2 separate regions of the Mus musculus genome follow, and region 1 is linked to region 2. Evidence: chromatin contacts called from public Micro-C data. All regions are on one chromosome and are shown on one strand. The core of a region is the stretch at or near the end of the contact, and the rest is flanking DNA. Distances in the headings are between cores, read along the strand shown. Region 1 has its middle 12 kb from the start of Gadd45g. Region 2 overlaps Sema4d (sema domain, immunoglobulin domain (Ig), transmembrane domain (TM) and short cytoplasmic domain, (semaphorin) 4D).

The links. A called contact is a pair of places that touch in the nucleus more often than the background predicts.
Region 1: a contact with region 2 is called in a Micro-C map of the G1E-ER4 cell line, with 2.4 times the contacts expected there. The contact joins two enhancer-like sites. A contact is called at or near these places in 3 of 39 promoter capture datasets (the C10 cell line, the HPC-7 cell line and embryonic stem cells), 2 of 15 datasets of contacts at CTCF or cohesin (CD8 T cells and large pre-B cells), 14 of 484 Hi-C or Micro-C datasets (B cells, the G1E-ER4 cell line, Th1 cells and 8 more), 2 of 115 datasets of contacts at active chromatin or transcription factors (acute myeloid leukemia and embryonic stem cells) and 3 of 9 other capture datasets (adipose tissue, embryonic stem cells and liver).

Annotation. Positions count from the first base shown.
Region 1 is chr13:51,831,708-51,836,977 of GRCm38.p6, reverse strand. No RefSeq gene overlaps it. Among named protein-coding and RNA genes, the nearest start is that of Gadd45g, 12 kb to the left of the region's middle. Within about 2 kb of position 2,652, at least 13 of the 459 cell types and tissues checked have an H3K27ac peak or open chromatin away from gene starts, as enhancers often do. A contact at or near this core is called in the G1E-ER4 cell line, where this site is marked.
Region 2 is chr13:51,704,981-51,709,996 of GRCm38.p6, reverse strand. It overlaps Sema4d (sema domain, immunoglobulin domain (Ig), transmembrane domain (TM) and short cytoplasmic domain, (semaphorin) 4D), which reads left to right. Exons shown (of 16, transcript NM_013660.5): 12 at 1-85; 13 at 1,007-1,122; 14 at 4,752-4,924; 15 at 5,001-5,016. Among named protein-coding and RNA genes, the nearest start is that of Secisbp2, 56 kb to the right of the region's middle. Within about 2 kb of position 3,711, at least 23 of the 459 cell types and tissues checked have an H3K27ac peak or open chromatin away from gene starts, as enhancers often do. A contact at or near this core is called in the G1E-ER4 cell line, where this site is marked.

The sequences.
Region 1 (5,270 bases), core at 1,403-3,902, 130 kb before region 2:
AGATGTGGGAAACTATGAGATTTGTTAAGGCCATGGCTACCTCTGAATTCAAGTAGACATGAGAGGGCAGACTGCTGTAGAGCCCTTCGGTGTGCCTACGCTCTCTATTCCATGGTAATAGCAGGGTTGGAGTTTGCTTAGATTGGGGGGCAGGGGGGAAGCTGGCCTGGGCTACATCTCCAGCCTGAATTAATACCTGAACTCTGCACAGGTCTCCACCAGTATACAACATTCCTTGTGTCTCATGTGAATAACAATGGTCTCAGGACCTAGACTGTACCACAGACCACCAGACAATGAAGGGTGAGACCAAGCAACATCTCAAACACAAAGCACACACTGGGTGGGTAGTTCCCACTGTGGCCCATCACCATGTCACCTAGGGGGAAGGAGGGGCCCACAGGGCTGTGAACCATAAGATGGTCCTCAGACCCCTCATCCAAATTCCTTTTCCATGCTTGCTTTATCCTGGCGCTCACCCTCAAATATATAGATATATTTTTTCTTTTTTTAAAAAAATTTATTTGTTTTTATTTATATGAGTACACTGTAGCTAACTTCAGACACACCAGAAGAGGGCATCGGATCCCATTACAGATGGTTGTGAGCCACCATGTGGTTGCTGGGAATTGAACTCAGGACCTCTGGAAGAGCAGTCAGTGATCTTAACCTCTAAGCCAACTCTCCAGCCCCTACATTTTTTTTCCTTGTCTGCCCAGTTGAGTAACATATCCATGTCTCCTTTTCTCAATCACAGAACATCCATTGAAGTCTACATGCTATCCTAAGACAGTCATGCTCAGGAAAATCCCATCTAGATGGAGCTTGTACCCAATTGTAGTTCGTCGTGGCCACACATTGAGATGTTGTGAAGCATCCCAAGGATTCCCGGGTTCAGAACCATGGGGCACACTCGAGAACAACGTGTTTTATTCTCAGGTCTGAAATCACTCTCAGGTGCTCTATTGTAGCTCGGCCAAGTTTTGAAATCTCTGTCACTGTAAGGGTTTGGGGGGCCTATGCAGACTATAGTAACTCTGTTGGTTTGGGCCTCTGGTGTCCTCCAACGGCTCATGGTTGAGTGTTTAATCACCACTTAGTGTGTTATCTGGAAACAGTAGACTCTGCAGAATATAGGACCTGGTGGGAGGACGTTAGGTCATCAGGCATGTCCTGTGTGGTGGCTATTCCTGGACTGTCAACTTGACTGTATCAGGAATGAACTACAATTCAGAATTGGAGGGCTCACCTGTGATCCAGAGCTTGAGGCTGGAAGACACAAGTTTCTGACCTGGATCTTGGCATGGAGATCTTGAGGCACAGTGGCCACGAAAAGCTTAGGCCCAGGCAAGGTAGTATACACCTTTAGTTCCAGGAGACTTCGGCAAGGAGATCTCTGAGTTCAAGGTCAGCCTGGGACAAAGAAAGACCCAGATCCAGGCGTGGTGGCACACACTTTTAATCTGGGCCACACCTTCTGCTGGAGACCTACATAAGGACATTGGAGGGAAGATTCACTCTTCTTCGCCTGCTTGCACTTACTAGCCAGCACATCTGTTGGAATCTATTTCTACAGAAGAACAGCTGAAACAACTAGCCTCATGGGACTGAGCAACTACTAGATCCTTGGACTTCCCATTCACAGCTGACCGTTGTTGGAGAGTTGGACTACAGACTGTTAAGTCATCACAATAAATTCCCTCAATACAGAGAGACATCTTATACATTCTGTGACTCTGGAGAACTCTGACTAACACATTCTGGAAAGGACACTGGGACCCTTACATTTCCCCGTCTATCTCTTTGCTTCCCAACTTCCAGGAGTTAAGTGGCCTTTGTCCCACAAGCTGCTACAGCCACAATGCCCTGCTTATCACAGGAGCTCAGCTGAAACCTGAACCCAGAAGCCAGAATAACCTTTCTGGCTTTTAAGTCGATTTTCTTTTTTCCAGGAATTTTGTCACCGTGACAGAAAGCTGAGTAATAACACTGTCCCTCCGGTGGATGTCCTGTGCCCTTCTCAGGCTACTCAGGCACACACTGGGTGTAGGTGTGTCTGCCCCACCCCCACCCCCACCCCCACCACCCACTTAGCAGTCAAATCTCAAGTGGGATCCCCCGTTCATGATGTCTTATCTCACTGATACACTCCCCAGCCACCCTCACCTCACCACCAGGAAGCTCCAGTCACGATGGTCTGCCAGGGTTCTCTGATGTGAAACTGCTATCTGCCCATGGCATTTTGCATGGCAGCAGGTGGATACACACCATCTCCCCTCACAGGTTCCCAGCAGCTGACAATACACCAGAGTCTAGCTGGAGTCTGCAGGGAGAGTCTCAATTGGCCACCAGAACAGACAAGATTTCCCTGCAAAGACATAAGGAGGAGGAGGAGGTGGGAGGAGGAAGATTGAAGGAGGAGGGAAGAGGAGGAGGAGGAGGAGGAGGAGGAAGAGAGGACTGCTCTACAAACACTACATTTGTTCTCCAGCTTCCACAGGCATGCTTTCCCCCCTCAAACACATATGCTCATATACACACAAGAACATAGAGAGAAAGAAACTGCAAGCTCAGAGCATGCTGACCATGTCACAGGCTGCCCTAAGCTGTATCCTTGCCTAATACTGAAGGGAATAGGTATGCACAGTTGGGAGATCCCAGGGCATTTCCAAGGCAAAGTACTCATGGGCGTGACCCATGACTGGCAGGATGGAACGTCTCACAACCACATCGAATAGACATGTATCAGAAGTGGCTCCCTCTGCCGGGCGTGGTGGTGCACGCCTTTAATCCCAGCACTTGGGAGTCAGAGGTAGGCAGATTTCTGAGTTCGAGGCCAGCCTGGTCTACAGAGTGAGTTCCAGAACAGCCAGGGCTAAACAGAGAAACCCTGTCTTGAAACCTCCCCACCCAAAAAAAGAAGTGGCTCCCTCCCCGGGTTCTAACCCAACCAGACTCAGGTCGGAGGTGTGCGGTGTGTATGTGGGAGACAAGCTTGTATGAGAGCATCCCCCCACCCCATGCTGGGCCCTCATTTCTCCTTCCTTCTTCCCTTGTGCCTGGCTGTCACCCTCACGAGGGCCCCACACATAGTCTGAGTCATTGAGGGACTGTGCCTGGGGTCAGGGTCACAAAATCAGTATGAGCAGATGGGCCTGGCCAGGCAGGCAGGCAGCCAGCACCCAGCAGGGCCAGAATGAATGTGGGGCCAGGGGGAGGAGCAAACCTGCAGGGCAAGCAGATGGCCCCAGCCAAGCACCCTTCCTGGGACACATGCTCTGATGGAACTTTTATTGCTGCAAATAGGGCTGAACTATGCAGATGTAATGCAAGTGACCCCTGGTGGCAACCACCCACCCCCACTCCCTCCACCCGGCCCCCACCCCTGGCCACCTGCTTTTGTAGCAATCGCTCAGGTCACTCAGAGGCAATAATTTAAGGCTGAGGCCAGCTGCCCACTCCATGGTTGTCTGATCTCCCCCGACCCCTCACACCGGTGCTAGCTCCGGGTCACCCCTCAGATCCATTGGCTGGGGGTGGGCATTGCAGGGTCCATGCAAGTTAAACACAAAGGCCCCTCTTGAACATCCTTGGTGGTTTCTTAAATCTACAAGGTTTTGATAGGGAGAAGGTGTTCCTTCCCTCTTGAAAGCCTATGGTTCCTTTTGGAGGTGTGGGGTTGTGTGTGTCCCTCCCCCCCCACCCCCCGTGTCTTTGGTCTGAATATACACGGACAAAAATTCCTCACAAGACCACAAGCTCAAAATTCCAAGAGTGCTTTAGGGAGTGCAGAGATGGACCTGAAACCCACAAACACACGATAGCCACACCTATCTGTCTATCAAGACAAAAACAGAATGAAAGGCTAAGAAGGGATAGACCCCACGGGTCCTACACTTTCTGCTCAGTCACCAGCTTACTGAGGGTGGCTCCCAGGATCCAATCCAGGTTAGCAAATGGGGCCACAGGTGACAGAATACCCACCAGGGTGGGATTTGGGATATTTGCATAGAGTAATCATTCTCACAAGATCCACAGAAGAGACAACGGACAGATCTAAATTCCATATTCCCAGTAATCTCTGTAAAAACTTGTAAATTCCACCGCGATGCCTAGCGTTAATTGCCAATTTGACACCACCTAGAATCATCTGGGAGGAAAGCATCAGTGGGTGGTTGTTTACAGTGGGTTGGCCTGTGAGCATGGGGGGGGGGGGCGGGGGGAAAGGGCCTTTATTATATTAATTGCTGTAGGAATACCCAGTCTCCTGTGGGTGGCATCATTCCCTAGGCAGTGTAAGAGAATGGAGCCCTCAAGCTGAGCACAAGCAGGCAGACAAGCAAACAAGGGGGTATGCATTCATTTCTTTTCCACCCTGGATTGTGGGTGTGACTGACCAGCTATCCCAAGCCCCTGCTGTTGTGATTTTCCTGTAGTGATGGACGGTAACCTGGAATTGTGAACTAAAATAAGCCCCTTTTTCCGAGTTGCTTTTGGCCTGGGTCTTTTGTCACAGCAACAGAAGAAAACTAGCACAACCAATTGAAAGATAGAACGGCGTTAGCCCTAGGAAGGCAGCTTGTACCCCGTCAGCGGTGCCACTTGTGTGCGCATGCGTGTTTGTTTATGCGCGCATGCGAAGTATGTGCTTGCATGTGTGCACGTACCCGTGGAGGCTGGAGCTGATGTCTACTATCTTCCTCGCTTGCTCTGTACCTTATTTTTTGAGACAGGGTCTCTTGCTGAGCATGGATCTCACCAATGTGGCAGACTGGCTGGCAAGTGTGCCTTCTAGATCCTCCCGCCTCCATTTCCCAGGACTGGGGTTTCAGGCCCACGCCTCCACCCCATCATTTTACATGAGATCTGAACTTAGCTTCTCATATCTTCACGGCAAACTCTATACGGACTGAGCCAGCTCCTCCTCACCCCCTCCATTTGTCTTTATCTCCACCCTACCCCCACAATCAAGGTTCTCCTGACAGAAGCAGGGTACAGCCACCAGCTCTGCCTCCTGCCTGACCGGGAAGGATTTAAGCCACCAGAGTGGGTTTGGGTCCATCTCACTGAGTACCAACTGGTGGCTAAGTACAAGGCCTGAATCACACTGCGGGCTGCATAGGACTGACCTGACTGCTGGGGCGGGGGGGGGGGGGCAGGAGGGGGACAGGAATCAGACACAGGAACAGCGCCACACCCCACTTGGCTCCTCTAGCGCCTAAAGAGTCTATGCTGCACACTTGAGCTCAGACAGAGCTGAACCTCGGTGG
Region 2 (5,016 bases), core at 2,462-4,961:
AAAGATGTAAACTACACCCAGATAGTGGTAGACAGGACCCAGGCCCTGGATGGGACTTTCTACGACGTCATGTTCATCAGCACAGGTGGGTTCCTTGGTAAGATTGGGAAATTCACTTTTAGCCATCTATAGGTAGGTTTGGTCTCTCCAGGTACCAGGAAGGTTTGTGACAGCAGAAAAGGATTTCTGAGGTATCACAGCACCTGGGATTATGAGTCTCTGTGGCCATCAGGCACCTGGGGCACTGGTTACTAATGCAAGTCCCAACCTGTCGTACCTGGGCTGGAGTGGAGTTAAATAGTCCCTGTTGTCATGGGACTAGTGGGACTGGCCTGGTATTTCCTAATTGGTAGTGGGAGACTCTGCCCCCTCCTAGGTAGGAGCCAGGTTCTGTCCTGCCCCGAGCTGCCTTTGGAGATGCAACTCTCTCTCAGATGTCTTCTGGGATGGGGATGGAAAGTTGGAGCATGGCAGCTGCCAGAGCCCCAGGGGCTACCCTTAGAGCTTCCCAGATGACTTGAACATTTTGCCCTCGTCTGCCTGCCTGGGCCCCTAACCTCCCCTGGAAGACCAGTAAAGTGCAACGGCCACCTTATACTGAATGTGGCTCAGGTGTCAGGGTGTAACCTTGTTGGTGAAGGTCATTGGAATCCACCATAGGACAGGGTTGTCCTCTTCTGAGTGCCCCATTGAGGGGATGGCTTGAGTTATCCACGAGTGTGAGTGGTTGCCGCCAAGGCTGGAGTCTCTCTCCTAGTTTCATTTCTGTTGCCGGGCGTGGTGGCGCACACCTTTAATCCCAGCACTCGGGAGGCAGAGGCAGGTGGATTTCTGAGTTCGAGGCCAGCCTGGTCTACAAAGTAAGTTCCAGGACAGCCAGGGCTACACAGAGAAACCCTGTCTTGAAAAAACAAAAACAAAAACAAAAACAAAAAAATTAACCAGGGTGCCACCCTGGGCCTGTCCCTCTAGGGCCTCCTTGCTCACCTGTGTTCTGACCTTGCAGACCGGGGAGCTCTGCATAAAGCAGTCATCCTCACAAAAGAGGTGCATGTCATCGAGGAGACCCAACTCTTCCGGGACTCTGAACCGGTCCTAACTCTGCTGCTATCGTCAAAGAAGGTAATGTGGGTTTGGTTGGTTGGTTGGTTGGTTTTAGGGGTGGGGGTCAGGTCCAGGCGCTTGTCTCCCTTGTAGCTTCTCTGTGGCTAGGACTGGCTAGGATGGGTCTCTCAAGGCTTGGCAGCCTCTGGCCCAGGTGAACTTGGCGTACACAGCATGGGATCTGAGGCTTGGGAGGAGGCATGGGAGAGCCAGGGGCCTTGATTGTACTAAGCCACTGGAGCTTTTGGGAGGTCCCTAACCTGGGGAAATGTCTGTGCCTTGAACCTGAAAAAAAAATGCAGATTGTGCTGGTGGGACATGACATTTTGCTAATTTGTAAGGAGAAATAACAGGGGCTGGTGAGATGGCTCAATGGTTAAGAGCATTGACTGCTCCTCCAGAGGTCCTGAGTTCAAATCCCAGCAACCACATGGTGGCTCATAACCATCTGTAATGAGATCTGATGCCCTCTTCTGGTGTGTCTGAAAACAACTACAGTGTACTTACATGTAATAAATAAATAAATCTTTTTTAAAAAAAAAAAAAGAGAACTAACAGGTCACCCTCTAGAGCTCCTGCCATACCGCCCTGTGCATCGGGCAGCCTTTGCAGAGGCCTCAGTCACGGGGGCTCAGCTCTGCACTGTGGCTCCCACGAGCCACGGAAACACATAGATGACCAAACCTGCCCTCGAAGCCATGCTATGTATTGCCCGAAGTTTTCATAAAAAGCTCCAGCCAGATGGTAGTAGTGCAAACCTTTGATCCTGGCACTCGGGAGGTGGAGGCAGGTAGATCTTTGTGAGTTCAAGGCCAGCCTGGTATACATAGTGTGTTTCAGGGCAGCCAGAACTATGTAGGGAGACCCTGTCTCAAAAATGAATGAATGAATGAATGAATGAATGAATGAATGAATAGGTATTTTTTAAGCCCCTAAGTGGGGTGCAGTATGGTTCATACCTCTAGTTCCAGACCTTAGAACATTGGAAGCAGGAAGATCAGGAGTTCAAGGCTAGTCTTAGCCATATAGCAAAGTCAAGGCCAGCCTGAGCTAAGTGAGACCCCATTGCAAAAAATAAAACAAGGTATATAGGAGTGAATAGAAATGGCCTGGGTGGGGCTGGAGAGATGGCTCAGTGGTTAAGAGCAGTGACTGCTCTTCCAAAGGTCCTGAGTTCAATTCCCAGCAACCATTGTGGCTCACAACCATCTGGAATGGCATCTCTGATGGATGCCCTGTTCAGGTGTATCTGAAGACAGCGACAGTGTACTCTATAAATAAAATAAGTCTTAAAAAAAAAAAAAAGCCTGGCAGTGATGGTGGCACATGCCTTTAATCCCAGCACTTGGGAGGCAGAGGCAGACAGGTTTCTGAGTTCAAGGCCAACCTGGTCTACAGAGTGAGTTCCAGGGCAGCCAGGGCTACACAGAGAAACCCTGTCTCAAAAAACCAAAATGAAAAAAAGAAAAGAAATGGCCTGGGAGCTGGGCTTGGTCCACTGGCTGGAACTTGTTCCTTGTCCTCTGGCCTTGGGAAGATGTGGACACCACATTTTACATCTAGGATAAAACAAGGAAGTTCAGAACATGGGTTGTCTCCAAATCCTGACTACACTGCCTGCTGTCATGTTACCCTGGGCATCACTATATGGTCCTCTTAAGGTGGTCTCTGTGTGTGTATGCTTTTCATTAATGTGACTGTTAAGAGGACATGTGAGCCTCCTAAGTGCTGAGGGCTGGCTTTGAGCAGCACAGAACCCAGGGAAAGCTAGGAGCAGGATCAGCTGCCACCTGCCCTGCTTCATGCCTGCTGGCCAAAGGTGCTCCCCTCCCCTTGCTAGGGCTCTGCTGTACCCCCCTGAGAAGATGGGTCCAGGGCCACACTTTTGGCTTCAAGTGCCAGTGCTAGCCTCTTGCCTCTACCCTTGTCTCTGATGCCTGGCTCTGGGACACTGCTGAACTGTGGCCTGGTGTGACTGTCCCCGTGGACTGCACATCTGTGGGCCCTGTGTTTCCAATTCAGTTCTCTTTAAGTAGCTGGCCACAGCAGTTACCAAGGGTCCATCAGTCTCACTTACCCGTGTGCTGGGCTTCTGCTAGCACCAGGTACAATGCTGGTCCTGGCTTGCACCCAGGAACATGGCACGCTCCTGTCCTGGAAGTCAGAGCGATGTTGATAGGCGTGGTCACATTGGCAGGCTGGATTCAGAGATGACTGATAAGGATGTGTCCTTATCACAGGTACCTACTGTCTGGCTCAAGACAAGACTGGCATTTAAAGGTTGTGCCCTGTGGATTCCAGCTGTAGTGCTGTGTCACTTACAGAGTCCAGGAGAGCAGTGGGGGGGGGGGGGGTCACATTAGGAGTGGGAAGCAACTGGAGAGGGCTTTTATGTGGTTTTCTCAAGACACAAATGAAAGTCTCTTCACCCAAGATAGAGCACCAAGGATAGACCAGTCGAGCTCAGTGAGCCAGTGAGTTTTGGGGAGGTAGCTACAGGGAAGAAGGAACAGGGGATTATTTACAAGCCCGTGGGTGGTTCGGAGGCAGCTGCATCCATATATCTCCCTTCACAGCTGGTAGGCAGCTCGGCAGGGCAGAGTCTCCTCTCTACCGCAATTGTGTGCTGCTTATATAACCTTGGGGCAGCGGGCACTTGTGAATCTTAAACCTCGTCAGGCTTCCTAAATTTCCTTCACTTTGAGTCTTGTGAGGCTCCCTCGGCGCTCCGGGAGGACGTGTTTCGATTGGGCAGACATAGAAACAGAGCTGTCTCTTCTGGGAAGAGGAGCTGCTTTGGGCGTGCAGTGTGCTTAGCCCAGCTACGGAAGGGTGGCGTCAGATCCCAGGCCCTGCAGTTCCTCCACTGGCGTTTGAATCCTCCTGGGACAGGGGACACCCTGCTTTTCCAAACAAGATTTGTGTCTTAATGTGCTTTTCTGTCACTGCGATAAACCACTCTGACCAAAAGCAGCTTGCAGGAGGAGAAAATTTCCTTCGGTTCACACTTCCAGGTTGTAGTCGTTGAGGGAAGCCAGGGCAGAAGCTGAAGCTGAAGCAGAGACTGCGGCGGGGGGGGGGGGGGGGGGGGGGGCGGAATGGATTATTAAGCTTGCCCGCTGGCTTCTGCTTAGCTGCTATCTTATAAAGTCAGGGGTGGCATCACTCACACTGGGTTGCACCCACCCTAATTACTTAGCAAATAAGAAAATGGCCCACAGGCTGGGCGGTGGTGGCGCACGCTTTTAATCCCAGCACTTGGGAGGGAGAGGCAGGAGGCCAGCCTGGTCTACAGAGTAAGTTCCAGGACAACCAGGGCTACACAGAAACCTTGTCTCAGAAAAGAAAAAAGAAAAAAAAAGAAGAAGAAAATGTCCCACGGACATGTCCACAGGCTAATCTGATATAGGCAGTTCCTCAGCTGCAGTTGTCTGCCCCGCAAGTGTGGCAAGGTGACAATGAAAACCCATCAGGACACTGTCATTTAGGTCTTAGCGGTCGGGCCTTGTGGCCTATTCTGAGTCAGTGAGTCCTTCCCTCCATGCAGTGTTTGACTGTGCTGTCTTCCCAGGAGCTGGTGGAGAAGCTAGCAGCCCCTCCCAGTGCCTGAGTCCTCCTTACACTTGCCATCCGTCTCTCATACACAGGGGAGGAAGTTTGTCTATGCAGGCTCCAACTCTGGAGTGGTCCAAGCGCCCCTGGCATTCTGCGAAAAGCACGGTAGCTGTGAAGACTGTGTGTTAGCACGGGACCCCTACTGTGCCTGGAGCCCAGCCATCAAGGCCTGTGTTACCCTGCACCAGGAAGAGGCCTCCAGCAGGTATGCCTAAGGATGGGGCTGTGTGCCTATGCCCCATGCACAAGCCATAGAGTAATGTGCGCCTGCTGTCTTCTAGGGGCTGGATTCAGGAC